Linked DNA regions of Neogale vison: region 2 is linked to region 1. Evidence: chromatin contacts called from public Hi-C data. All regions are on one chromosome and are shown on one strand. Each heading gives the region's core, a stretch centred on a gene start, on an enhancer-like site or on the middle of the called end of the contact. The rest is flanking DNA. Distances are from core to core; before and after follow the strand shown. Region 1 has its middle 180 kb from the start of TRIB2. Region 2 holds the start of TRIB2 (tribbles homolog 2).

Region 1 (7,071 bases), core at 1,990-4,489:
ACAAGGCAGGAAGGAGTATATCATCAAGAGGAGAAACTCTGTGAAGGTCCCATGCTGTTGGAATGAGGGAAGAAGCCAAGATAACACTGGTGAGGGGCACCTGGATGACTCAGTCATTTAAGCATATGCCTTCAGCTCAGGTCATGGTCCCAGAGTCCTGGGATCTTGCTTAGCAGGGAGCCTGCTTCTCCCTCTGCTTACTGTCCCCACCGCACCCCCCACACACACACAAAAGACAACCCTGGTGAGGGAAGCAGGGTTCACATCTTAGAGGGCCTTCAGACCATGTTATGGGTTTTGTCCTTTTCAGAGAATGAGGAATTCACTGAAGACTAATCTCAGTGAATTTTGTTCGTGAGTGAGTTGCAGCCTATGGATCAAATCCAGCCCACCACCTGTTTTTGTAAATAAAGTTTTATTGGAACATAGCCTTGCTTTTTTTTTTTTTTTTGCCTACTATCTGTGGCTGCTTTCACACTGTAATGGCAGAAGGGGATATTTGCAACAGACATTGTATGGGATGCGAAGCCTAAAATATGTTTTCTTTATAGAAAATGATCCTTGGAATAGATCTTGGAATAGATGAACAATGCAGAGAACTGTTCATGCTTTTATGCTAGCACCTGTTGTGCTAGGATCATCTGATTACCTATTGGATTTCCCCATTATTATACTGTGAACTCATTTTGGAACAGGGACACTATTCAATTCATCTTAGTTTCTCTAATTTCTAATACATTATTGGTACAATGAACAATTCATTGGTTGAATCAATTCTGCTCATTTACCTCATAGATCATCTAGACCAGTAGCTGCTAATTGGACTGATTTGAAAACTAAGTTCAAGGGATTCTGTGGGGCCTTCCCCCAAACACTCAACAAGTTATTCTCCATATTGGGTATCAAATCCTGATCTCTTGATTAGCATTCTTGCCATCTCTGTTCTTACTTTGACTCAGCTGACCAAATAATTTGAGTTTCACTAGAACCAGGAAATTGGAGATATGTATCTACTTATAGAGTCATACTTTGAGAGCCACGATGACTCATTTATGAGGAAAATGTGCCCAGGAGCTTTGTCTAAATTTGAGTTATCATCATTTCTATAGAGCAGAGGTTTGTGTGTTATCTTAGCAAGCTGAGCTCGATGAAATAGCCTGGAGAGCTGTGCGGATTCTGCGAGGGCTCCTACATGGAGGTCAGGGGTGCAGAAGGCTCCGTATTGCTGTTCCATATGCCTGTTTGCCCTTCCTATTAGAAGGCTGGAAATATAATTAGGAGACAAGCACCACAGATGCTGCAGTTTACAATAACCAGAAGAAACCACCGAAATGGGTAAGACATGAAAGGATAATTTTGCTTATACAAAATAGCAGACTGCAAACTAAAACCAAGAAAAACAAACAGGCAGATGGAAAGAGTGGGGAAGGCATTGGCACAGCTGTGAGCAGGATTTAGACACCCAGATGCAACATAATTTGGGGGGATGGGTGAGAGAGGAAGAGAATCTGAGAAAAAAAAAAACAAAACAAAAAACCCGAGATACAAAAAAGATACTGGAGAATACTGAGCTTCTCATCTCTCCACCTGCAGGTTAAACTTTTTCACATCCCCCTCCTTGTACCCTGGTTGCTGAAAGTCATTTCCTGGGGGACAGGAGGAGGGGACCCAAAGGCAGAAAAGATAAACAGGCGTCTTTCCTAACAGAGAAGGCAGGGGCAGTAAAATCAGCAGCTATGATTGCAGTGGAAGAAGAAAGACATAGCCATTACCCAGAAGAGGGTGAATAGTAGTGTTTGGTTTTATTATTAGCAGCGTTATTTAGATAACAACACATACGCATGGCTCCCTTTCCAGATAGAGTCCTGGCGCAGAGAGGGGCAAGAAAGGGAGAACCCCTGTGCTCAGTTTCGACAGATGCCTTAAACCCTGTCATGGAAACTGCAAACACCATCGTGGTTAGTCCCCCTCCCCCAACATCAACAAAATAACTCAGTAATGTATTGTCTTCTCTGTTTTTAGGGGTTAGGCGACTGAAGGTCAATGGGTAGGAAGTAAGATTTAAACCTAGAACTTTCTGATCATCTACAGTGTCTTCTCCTACCACTGACAGGCAAACACAAATCGAAGTCATCAGCAGAGGCGCTTCTGTTATGTCAAACCAAATGGGACACCCAAAGCGAGTGACGGTGGGTCCTTTAATGAATGGTGCTTCATCAGAGAAGGTTCCACTGCCTGAGTAGAGACACAGCAACACGTGCTCTGCCCGGATGGACGGTCTGAGTTCTGTCATTTCATTTCTTTCCAAATGCTCATCATTTTCCTTCTTTTTTTCTTTTTGTTACAGTGGGCTCTTTATGCTTTTAACTCCCACTGTACTGTGAGCCCCTGGAGAACAAAAATTGGGCATCATTCATCCTTATATCCCCAGACCCAGGAAAAAACCCTGCTCCTCCTTAAGACTGCTACCTGGACCAGCCTCAGGGGCCCCACAGCCACGGGTGTCAACATGCAGCACAGCGGGTCCCCACAGAGCAGGTGGCCAGCAAGGGGTGACAAAGGCACAGCTCTCCTCAGCCAGTTAGCTTCCAAGAAGTTCCCCATCACAACTGCCATCTTCCTCCTCTGGGTTCTCAGAACACTCTACTTGATGCTCCCCTTTCTCCGTCTGTTCCTTGACACACTCTCATCCCCGTCCCAGGGACTAGCTGGCATTCATCCCTAGAGCTGTTTATGACCATGCTGGTTTCCCCTCGGGTTCCTTGAAATGGCCTGATCAAGTGACGCGACTATGTATTTTGAACAAAATAATGTGATTCTTTTCTAAAGATTACCTTACTTCGTGACTTATAAATCTTTTACATGTCATCAATGCTCAGTGATGTCTTCACTGTTGATTCCTTTATCCCCTCCCTGAAACTACAGGAGCAGCACCGTGCTGGGTTCCTTGGTCCAGACTATGAACTGTTTCCTGATGGCAGTGGGGCCGGCCTCTCTGCCTGCTGCCACAGGAAATGGGGCAGAGTTCCCACATCTTGGAGGATACATCTCTTCATGGGAAGAGAAAAACTGTAGTTCTGCATTCCAGCTCCTGGGCTGTTCACACCAGCTATTTGGGGGAAGGGGGAAGCCAGTCTCACAACACTTTCCCCAGAGAAAAGATGCCAATGTCAATGTCAGCCATTAGGAAACGTCATTAAGGCAGATGAGAAACGGGCTGTGGACATTTTTATGAGCCCAGAATACTCTGGTTGGAGATTTTATGGAGACCACAGGAAACCAGAGAGACAATGACATTCATACCCTTTTTTAGAGACTGGTAAGGAGCAATTTGTGTGTGTGTGTGTGTGTGTGTGTGTGTGTGCTCAACAGAGTGTGTTTCTGAAAGGGAAAGCTACTGTTGGAGGCCGTGTCAAAGCAAGCCTTATTCAGAGAACTTGTGGATCCCTTACTGATAGAATGCTCCAGACTAAGTAGCTCAGTGCCCAAATCCTTTCAGGACTGCAGAGAAAATCCTGCCTTTTGATTCCAGGATACTCTGGAATGCTGTTCTGCATAAGTCTCTATGGTTGCAACAGTCTACCTGTAACTTCTATATATTCATTTTCTTCTTTTTTTCACATGACAAAATGAAGCTCAGAAAGGTTGAAGAACTTAGACAAACAGAAATGGTCAGCGGTGGAATCAGAACCTGAAGGTGCATTTTCTCTGTTACCATGTTGTCTCTTCACCCGGGCCCAGAGGTGCAGATTTAAGGCAGGGAAAAGGAAAAAAGCCTGTGCCTGTAGAATTGTCCCCAGACGAAGTCTCCTGGGGTCTTAATTTAGGTCTAGCAGCTGGGCAGAGATATTTTTCTCTGTAAATCAGCAGCTGTGCCTTGAATGTATTGATCCACACAATTAAACAGGAGGGAGGTGCGCAAATTTCGGCAGTGTGCCTCTGCCTTTACAGTATTGCAACTGTGTGTTTTCCTGGAGTCCTACAGGAGGGAAGGGACAGATTATCCAGAATATTCCTGAAATGCAGAGCTTTCCTATTCAGACTGACATCTTGTGGCAGTCCGGTATTACTGCAGCCTGCGTTGCCTCATGAATTGAACGTTCAGTTTTACCAAGATTTATTTTCCTCTTCCATGCAGTAATTGGACCAGAAGCTACTAAGCCCCCGGCAGGTGCCATGCACTGAGTTAAGTACTTGGGAACATTCAGACATACTTGCAGAAGAACGGTGGCCGAGACCACTACCGGAAGCTCTGATAACAGCACGACCCTGACAGATGGAACTACAATGAATCAGCAAGCACCTGTCCGGCGGGTCCTGCGGGTTACCAGGGGCTCAGTACGATCTCTACTATCTGCTCTGCACTTATTTTCCCAGTGAATCTTCGTGAGGACCCTATCTGGTGAGTATTCTCACTCTCAATTCACATTTGGGGAAATTGAATCCACAAGAAGTCACCTAAATCATCCAAATTTAAAAAGCTCATAAGTCGTGAAGTTCGTTTTCAAACCCCAATTTTCTGTGTCTCAAAGCCAGAGCTACACATTCTGTGAACAGGTAGCCGGAGGAGACAGAGTGGCTCCAATGGTGAGGTGGCATTTGAGAGGGCCTTAAAGAATGGCCAAGCTTACTCTATGCTATTGAGGCCATGGAAATAATGGGTTATCAGATTTTCCACGGGTCTAGTGGTTAAAGTTGGTTCAATTTAATTCAATTCTCCAATAACAACAAGAAAAAATAACAAAAAGCCCCCCACTATTAACATCACTGTGTACTTCAGCTGGTTTTCTTGTGCAAACTTACAGATACATGAATGTGAAGAGCAGCAACCATAGAAAAGAATCAGACCGTATGCGCTGCTTGGTAATCTGCTTATTTGAGCAAAATTATTGGATTCTAGTGCTGTATACCAAATTACCAGAAACTTAATATCTTAAAACAACACTCATTTCTTTCATGGTTCTACAGGTCAGACGTCTAGGCAGGCTCAGCTAAGGGAACCCCAAGGGCAGAGTCAAGGTACCTGTGGGTCTGGCTCTAGGGTAGAATCCTGTAGAATCATTCAGTTGGCAGAAGTTAGTCCTTTGTAATCGCAGGACTGAGGACTTTGTGGTTTTGCTGGATGCTGACCAGAGATCCCTTCTTATTGCCTAGAGGCTGCTATCAGGGCCTTGTCAGTGATTCTCCATCTCAGCCATGGAGAATCTCCTTCTCATAGAGTCTACCCAGCCTCTGAATTTCCCTAATTTATTCTCCTGCTGCTATCTGGAGAAATACCTCAATATCTAAAGGCCTCTTTTTTTTTTTTTTTTTTAAGATTTTATTTATTTATTTGACAGAGACAGGGATCACAAGTAGGCAGAGAGGCAGGCAGAGAGAGGGAGGAGGAAGCAGGCTCCCAGCTGAGCAGAGAGCCCGATGCGGGGCTCGATCCCAGGACCCTGAGATCATGACCTGAGCCGAAGGCAGCGGCTTAACACACTGAGCCACCCAGGCGCCCACTAAAGGCCTCTTTTAATTATGTGAGCCCCACTTGGAGGATCTCCCCTAGCTTAAGATCGACTGATAAGTAACCTTAATGCCATGGCAAACTTCCTTTTGCCACAAAATGTAATTTGTCACGAACGTGCCACCTGGGGCCATCTTAGAATTCTGCCTGCCGCATTTAACAAACATGCACTGAGGGTCTGCTACGTGCTAGATTCTAGGCTCCAGAGCTACCACAGTGAACAAATCGATAAAGGCTCACGAAATACACAAGTGTTCTGGAAAGAGAAAACGTTTCTATATCATGGGATATGACTTCGCTTTTTCTTTCTTTTTTTTTTTTTTTTCTTTGATGGGACTGTATAATCCCATTGTATAAATACACTGTAATTTAAGCAAATAATTTTAATACTGGACAATTTAGGTTCTCTTTCAGTTTGCATTTATAAACAACACTGTAATGGACATTCTTTTGCACTGGTATCAGATAGATGCCTGGAAGTAGAGCTTCTGGGTATAACGTATGATTTTGATACATAATATCTAATTGTTTCTTGGAAAGCCCATACCAGCCAACATTCCTGCCAAATTTTTTCATCTTTGTAAATCTTTCTAGGGAGATTGAACATTTTATCCTATATACCTTTATTTATAATATTTATAACATTTTGGGTTGTTCCTGTTCAATCCTTTGTGAATTTTTCCACTAGGACTTTTTTCTGCCTTTTTATCATTTTATTAGATATTTAAATATTTAATGTATTAACTTCACTGTCTTACACACTGCAGATTTTATCTTAACTTACTGTCTTGTCATTTCATTTATGACGTTTTTTGATAGGATAGATTTTTTCAATCTAATTTATTCACGTCTTCCTTTGTGGCTGTGCTTTTTGGAATAAGAGTAAAGCCTTTTTCACCCCCCTATGTAAGCATGCATGAATATTTTCTTTGAATTTATTTTTCTTATGGAAATTTTTATCTTAGCCCTAAATTAAGAATTTTAGATTATTTTTTCAAAAGTGTAATCAGGTGCTCTGCCTTTGTCCCATGAATACACCAGACATGTCAACGTGTCTACAATGTGAACAAATTCTTTGTCCTCTTCTGTACTTCCCAAGTAGTTTGGCCGCTCTGGCTCTCCTGATGACCCCACACTGACTCGATTGCTAGAGTTCTATGACGTTTTGAGCTCGATAAGCTAAGTCCTCCTTCATTACTCTTCTTTAAACTAAAAAGTGTTAGAAGCGCAATGAATTAACTTCTTGTGTCCCTGTGATCTTCTCTCAGCCCACATCGACACCCCAGTTAAAGATGCCCTAGAGGGACACCTGGGTGGTTCAGTCAGTTAAGCATCTGCCTTCAGCTAAGGTCAGGATCTCGGGATCCTGGAATAGGGTCCCACATCGGGCTCCTTGCTCAGCGGGGAGCCTGCTTCTCCTTCTCCCTTTGCCTGATGCTCCCCCTGCTTGTGCTCTCTCATTCACACTCTCTGACAAAAAATACATAAAATGTTAAAAAATAAAAGATGACCTAAGAGTATTGTTGTTACCTCTTCCTCTCTTTTTCACCTCCTAACCTTCT
Region 2 (7,071 bases), core at 1,852-4,351, 180 kb before region 1:
CAGATGTATATTCTAATCATAATAAAAGTAAGAATAGTAATAATAATAATAACTCTTTCCACTACATGCAAGACATTATGCTTGTTGCCTTATACACATCTTCCAGAATTTTCATGTGTTAGGTAAAATTCAGATAATAATTTTACTGTATAATTAAGATATTCTAAATTCATCCAAGGCCATCTGGCTAAATAGTGCGTGAATGAGAAATCCCACCTAGATCTTCCCACTACTTGCTTTTTTCCGATCTGACCAGGATGACTGTTAATAAGCATAAGAATGTTGAAGGCACTTGGTATAATTATCTAATTTACCGTGTATGGCAGTAGCTTCCAAAGGACATGAACCTGGTCTTGGAGAATGAGGAGGAAGTAGTCACTGCATACTTCATATCAGAAGTAATAAATACACCATCAGTCATATAAGCATCAGTTACACACCACTATCAGTTTATAATTTTCTTGATCTCTCTAGGTACAGAGCTCTCTCTTTCCTGGGAAGCTCGCTGGAATGTTCTGGAAAGCATGCACATGATCTGCAGCCTGATTTTTCTAAAACCCCAATCAGACCCTGCCACTTCTCAGTTTAACGCCAGATTTGACGCTGTATCTCCTCTACCAAGGAGAGCATGGTCTCTAGATGGCCTTCCGGTCCCTTCCCATGCTAATTTCAACCCATCTGGCCAGCTGCAGGCCTGGCCACTGCTCCCAAACTGCCAATACTGAAGCGTGGTGAGTCAACTAGAAATTTCAGAGGATCCCACTCCTTTGCTTCTGCATATTTTTCTTTCTGCCTGAAATGTCCACGAGGATCTCTTATTCATGTCATCTTATGGCTCATAGAATTTTTCCAAGGCCCACCAAGACAGCACATATATATTTTTATATCATTGTATCTCCATACCCAGTGTCTGGCACATAGTAGGTTTCAGTAAACATTTGCTCTGGATTAGTTCAAGGTAAAAAAAAAAAAAGGAATTACATTTTCTGGGAAAACTCCCTGAAGTCCAGGAAAAGTTGTTTCTTCCTGTATGCTCCCTTGATATTCTAATTGCCACATTGTTATGCAATGAAATGATGTATTTCCATGCCTTGTCTGGGGCTAGACTCTGAGCTCCTGGGTGGCAGAGACCAAATCTTACTCATATGTGGGTCCTTAACAACCAGCACAGGGCCTGGCTTATAGGAAGCCTGCATAGATTTCCTGGAATTGAAAATATAATTCTAAAGCAATCTCGTGAGCTGAGCAGGGCGGGTGTTATGCTTCTCATTTTACAGTTGAAGAAACAGGGACCCAGGGAGGAAAAAAGTCTTGACTCAATTTTCATTTGAAATCAGAGGCCCAGATGGGACTGGGACAATGCTCCCAGCCCCTCGTTATAATAAAGCAGTCTTGGTGGCCACTGTAACGGAGGAGGCCAGTGCCTTTCTGACCCATCTGCAGAGGCTGCTTCAGGTCTGCTCCTGAGACGGACACAAACACTCCAGTGTCTTCAGGCGAAAGAACTGGATTAAAGGACTTTACTTGGCAGTCACGGTGATAGTCTGCGGGAACTCATGAACTCCCATGGGGCCAGGGACAGAGTCCTAGGTAGGTTTTGCGAGAGCACTACGATGGTGAGAAGTGCCAGGACCCACAAAGCCATTTCCTGACCTTCTTTTCAAACTCTGGCCCTGTGGTGGCCTTCTGTCTACTCCTCCATGTCCTCTCTGGCCAACTTCCAGGAACTTCTTATCTCTAGAGTAACTCAGCTGCACATAATTATAAATAGGTCCCCTTTCTACTCAAAACAGTCCTACTGTGGACAATAAATTGTATGGTCCCCTGTCCCTCCTGTGTTAGAAAATATGCATACGTCCATATAGAAGCTCAGAGGACTCCAAGAATCTTTTAAATCACTTTTCCCAGTCCCTTGCTTTTTTCTTTCTTTCCTCTTTTTTTTTTTTTTTTTTTTTTTTTTTTTGTAAGATGTTCATCCACATTGCTTTTGGTTTCCCAAGATATACCAGTTTTAGGCCTTGAGACCCAAGCCTCTGGAGGAGTTCAAGACCTTGGCCTGGGGTGCTTCTGCCCAAACCAGAGAACTGGAGCCTCCCCAGAAAGTTGAGAATAACTGACCAGGATGGGCGACCTGTGAAACTGCACCTGATTCTCAACGTTGAAAGCGTTTGTTGTACTTGTGCGCACCGGGGTGGGGGAACGGAACGAGGGTGGATAACAGAAGAGATCTTGCACAGCCCCGCGCTTGGTGGGAGCCAAGAGCACGTGACAGCGTGCGTGCGGGCGTCTGTTTCAATGGACACCAAGGTCCTCTGGGCACTGCCCTGACAGGAGAATTAGTGATTAAATTCGGTCTGAGTCAAAAGGTGTCTTCATGCTGAAAACACTCAAAGCCCCCGATGGTGGAGAGTGAGGGGTAGGGAGGTGGTAACAGGAGGGCGATATCAACCCAAAGCAAGCAACTGTGTTCTTTTTAAATGGGGACTTGAGTGTTGGGGAGAGATAATGAAACTACTTTTTGAAACTACGGGCAGCACCGCCGATGCAAGGGATCACCAGCAGGGAAGGGCTCCTGGCTCTGAGCAGCATCAGAAGCGCAGCGGCCCGGTGCTCTCAGGATGCCCGGCTTTCCGGGGAAACGCGCCAGGAAGAGGAACTAGGTACCCAGAAGCACCCTGAGCGCCGATGGAGCCGCTCCGGGGAGACGCGTGGGCAGCTGCGGCCCCGCCACTCCCGCTCAGCCGCTGCGGCCGGGCGCGCAGTCTGAGGCCGGCGGAGGTGCCGCGACCCTCGCTCCCGGTCGCGGGTGCGCTCTCTCCCAGCCCCGGGCCGCGGAAGGATATTGCGCGGCTGCCGAGCCAGGCCCGCGCCGGGGCCGGGAGCTGCAAAGGCAGTGGCAGCGGCCGGCGGGCGCGGGGGAGCCGCCCGAGGACTGGCAGCGGCGGGGCTGATTGATGGGCGCCCGGCTCAATGAGGGGGGCCCGGGCGGGGGTGGGGCGGGGCCGGCCCTGGGCTGAGCCAGTCGCGGGAGCTGCGGGTGGGGGGGGGGCGGAGGCTCCGTGGAAATGTGTCGGTGACATTGAATGGGGAGACGGAGCGCGAGCGAGGCGCGCGCGCGCACACACGCGCACACAGGGCCCCGCTCGCTCCGAGATCCCCGGCCACGTAAGTAACTATTAATACCGCCTCGCCGGGAGTTGCGGGCGTGCTGAGCTCGGGGATTGGCCTCGGGCACCATCGGCCATCCCCTTCAATTTTAAATACACATTCTTCTTACCTCTGGGGAAGAAAGAAAAAAAAAAAAAAGACGAAGAAGAAAAGCCATCAATTTTCTCCAAAACAAACCCCACCGGGCAATTTAGGTTTAGGGTCGGGGGAGACGGAGTGGTTGTAAATTATTCCAAGGCAAGACCCAGTTATCCAGCGGGAAAGGAACGCCGCAGGTTGGCTGGGGGCTCATCCCCTTCCAGCGCCCGGAGGAACCCCCTCACCCCCCCGGAAGCTCGTGCCGGGGGCATCGGAGACCACGGATCTACCCTCGTCCCTGGCCGCAGTTCTAGCTTTATTCGGAGGACGATCTGGAGCACGAGCGAGCAGCGGCAGCATGAGCCTATGCTGACCTCCGCCCGGCGGGCCAACCTGGGCTTTGTCGCGGTACCTGCGCCCGGCCCGCGCCGCAACTCTGTGCCCAGCTTTTGCAATCTTTTGTTGGCAGCGCTGACCGCTCTAAGTTAAATGCTCCCTTGCTATTCTGTTTTTTTTTTTTTTTTCCCTTTTTTTTTTTTTTTTGTCTGTTTGTTTAAATTTTGGATATCTCTTGCGATCCTTGGAAAAGTCTCAGACGCCATCTACAGTTAAAACGTAGGTAACTACCCTCTCCGGCGTCCCCCCCCCTTCCACGCCCCCCACCCTTTCCACCAAAAAAGGGGGTGCAGCGCGGATTCTGTCTGCCGTGCGGCGCGAGCCGGTAGCCCCGTGCTTATTTCCTTTTTCTTTTTGTTTGGTTTCTAACGCGTGGGGACCGAGCTGCGGCCGCGCGCGGCTCGAGGATCGCGTAAACTACAGCAGGGCTCCCCCGCCCCGTCTGCGATTCGGAAGCCTGCGTGGGGATCGCTTCGGGAGACCTGGCGCTGCAGCTCCCCACCTTAGCAATCGGGTCGCTCGTCTAGATCCGCGCTGGAAAGAGAGAAAGAAAGAGAGAGAAACTAAAAGTGCGGAGATTCTGCACATCGCCGGCTGCTTTGGGGGTAACAAAAGGACCCGAATTCCTGCCGACTGAGCACCCCCGGGAGCCGGGCTCGGAGCCGACAAGGTGCCTGGCGGCGCCCATCTGGGGGCTTCCAACTCTCTTCTCCACGTAGCCCCCTTCCCGTCCCCTCCCCTCTCGTTCCGTTTTAAAATCCGTGGCACGGAGGCGCCTGCAGCCGCGCTCGCCCGCGACTCATCTCTCCAGCGGGTTTTTTGTTTGCCGAGTGCGATCCCCACACTCATGAACATACACAGGTCTACCCCCATCACAATAGCAAGATATGGGAGATCGCGGAACAAAACCCAGGATTTCGAAGAGTTGTCGTCTATAAGGTCCGCCGAACCCAGCCAGAGTTTCAGCCCGAACCTCGGCTCCCCGAGCCCGCCCGAGACTCCGAACTTGTCGCATTGCGTTTCTTGCATCGGGAAATACTTATTGTTGGAACCTCTGGAGGGAGACCACGTTTTTCGTGCCGTGCATCTGCACAGTGGGGAGGAGCTGGTGTGCAAGGTAAAGAGCCCGGGGCTTGTTTTCGCTTTTTGTCTTTTAAAAAGGTTCCCCGGCCGGCCGTTTGGAGGGGGCGGGAGGTCGCCAAGCTCCGGAGCCCGGAGGAGGGAGGCTCGCGGGATAATTATCTGTGGCCTCGTTAAATGGGTTTATTTATTTGTTCACGTTCGACTAGTTGCGAAGTTTTTAGTGCGTTGCAGACAATGGGGCGGGCTGCGGCGGGGGCGTTTCGGGGAGAGCCCGGGGCTGGGAAGGGCGGCGGGACTGCGCGGGGGCCACGCACACGCGTTCTCCCAAAGGCTCGTGGAGCGCCTCGGCGCAGGGCCGGGTTCCGCTGCCCGAGGGGGTTCTCCCTGGGTCTAGCCAGCCCCCTCGCCTTCCACCGTGGAGTAGGGAATCCCCGCTAATTTGAAGGCACTGATGACTGGGTTCCTTTCGCAGCCATTGTTCTTAGAAGCGTGCAGGTGTTAAACCTTTGTTCGGAAGGTGCCCTTTAAAAGAGACACACAAAGGTGTCCCCTCTGGCTGAGCCAGGGGCCCAGCGCGGGCAAGGAGTTTACAAAGAGCTCTCTGCTGCCTGCAGCCTTGAAAGGAGGTTTGGGGGTGGAAAGCAAAGCCACAGGCGCACCTTTGGGTGTAGGAAAGAGTGAGTCCTCTGGGTCCTCCTCTCTTGTCTCGTTTCTTCTCCTCTCCACACTTCCGTGCCTGAACACCCCCCTCGCGCCCCCCACCCCCAGCACACACCTTTGCCAGGATGGTTTATAGGCCAGCGTTTGGAGCTGCAGGGATTAGCAGTGCTAATACAGAGATGGGCACTTCAGTTTCCTTTTTGTCTTTGACCCCCAACAGGGACTGGTGTGTCTGTGTGTCTTTGTGTGTGCGCACTCCAGATGAGGGGATGAGAAGGGGAACAGTGGGGGGGGGGGGGATAGAGTAATGTATACTGCTCCCCAGACATTGGGCACAGATCAAGAATCCATTATCACTTAATTTTACATTTGGTCACTCTTGGTTTTTCTTGGGGGAGGGGGTTCATGGGGTAGTGAGGAATGAGGAGCCCTGCACAGCTATGCTACAAATAATACATTGCACTTTTACCATTAACCACAGATTGCTTTATTTTGTAGGGGGCTGGAGTCTTTCACTGTAAATAATGCGTTTTGTGGAGGTCTTCAGTCAGTTTGCAATTCCTCAGTTCAGATCTCAGGGGAAAATCAGAGGCTCTTTAAATACAGCCCTCCACTTCTCCAGAGCATTCGGTATTTTGCATCTTCTCCTAAGTTACTGAGACCCTGAGCGAGCGACTGTGCCCGGTTAACCAAAATTCAGCAGGCTATTCCGAGCTGGATTGAATTCTCCGAAGACCTAGAAGGTTGCACAATAGGGGAGTCGTCCTTTGAAATGAATGAATTCCACAGAGCTGTTACTCTCCTATGATACACACACAGTCCCCCAGCAGTGAGTGTGTTCCCTCCTTTTGCTTAACTTGGGTATAGCATTTTAGTATTTCTCCAGGGCTGGAGACGCTTTTAAGTAGAGGGACTCTGCCTTCACATTCTGCAGGAGCATCTTGCTGGTATTTTTTTGTTTGTTTGTTTGTTTAAAGGCAGGGCGACCTGCCCTGGTTCTTTCTTTCTCCCTCCAGATTCTTCAAGACATATTTCACTTGGGGCTGACCTCACGGTGTCATTCGTAGACGTGCTCTTTGGCCTGAAACTGTACTTAATCTGCCGGTTTAGTTCTTGCAAAGATTGAATCAGCCCCTCACCAATTACTGTGGGGCTGCCAGTGGGTTTAAGTGCAGTATCATTGTTCTGCTTGGCAGAGGTCATCCCTTTAAGACACGGCGGCCTGCCTTTTTACCAGGGGTGACGTGGGTGGGTGACTTTGTATGCAGGCATAGCTGTGTATATCCTAGGAAGCTCCAAGGGGTTTTTATAAGGCTGCTTCCAGCAGTTTCCCTCAGATACACAGCGTGAACTCCGCTTACTGCAAGGCACTGTGAAATCTACACGTTGAATCAAGTTCCTTTTGATGTCTCAGAATACAGAGCTCCTGTCTCCTAGCTCTGTGTTGACCCAAGGAAAAAGTCTTTGCAAAAACAGACCAGATGAAAAGATGCCATTCCTGTAGAGGACTGTAGAAGGGAATTCTACAGGACACTATTTGGGGTCATTTAACCAAGACAATCAAGCCTGTTCATTGTCTCCCGGAGCCCACTGTAAGCTAGGCAAATGAAGGAAGGCAGCTTTAGGGGGTTTTTACCTTATCCTTTTCATGAAAATGCTGGGAGCTACTGTGCCCATGGACATAAT

What was found. A called contact is a pair of places that touch in the nucleus more often than the background predicts.
Region 2: a contact with region 1 is called in a Hi-C map of fibroblasts, with 7 times the contacts expected there. The contact joins the promoter of TRIB2 here to the enhancer-like site in region 1. A contact is called at or near these places in 2 of 3 Hi-C or Micro-C datasets (fibroblasts and muscle).

What each region holds. Positions count from the first base shown.
Region 1 is chr8:134,922,054-134,929,124 of ASM_NN_V1, reverse strand. No RefSeq gene overlaps it. Among named protein-coding and RNA genes, the nearest start is that of TRIB2, 180 kb to the left of the region's middle. Within about 2 kb of position 3,239, the one cell type or tissue checked has open chromatin away from gene starts, as enhancers often do. A contact at or near this core is called in fibroblasts, where this site is marked.
Region 2 is chr8:135,101,368-135,108,438 of ASM_NN_V1, reverse strand. TRIB2 (tribbles homolog 2) reads left to right here and starts at 3,101. Exons shown (of 3, transcript XM_044262059.1): 1 at 3,101-4,759. The coding sequence starts at 4,490.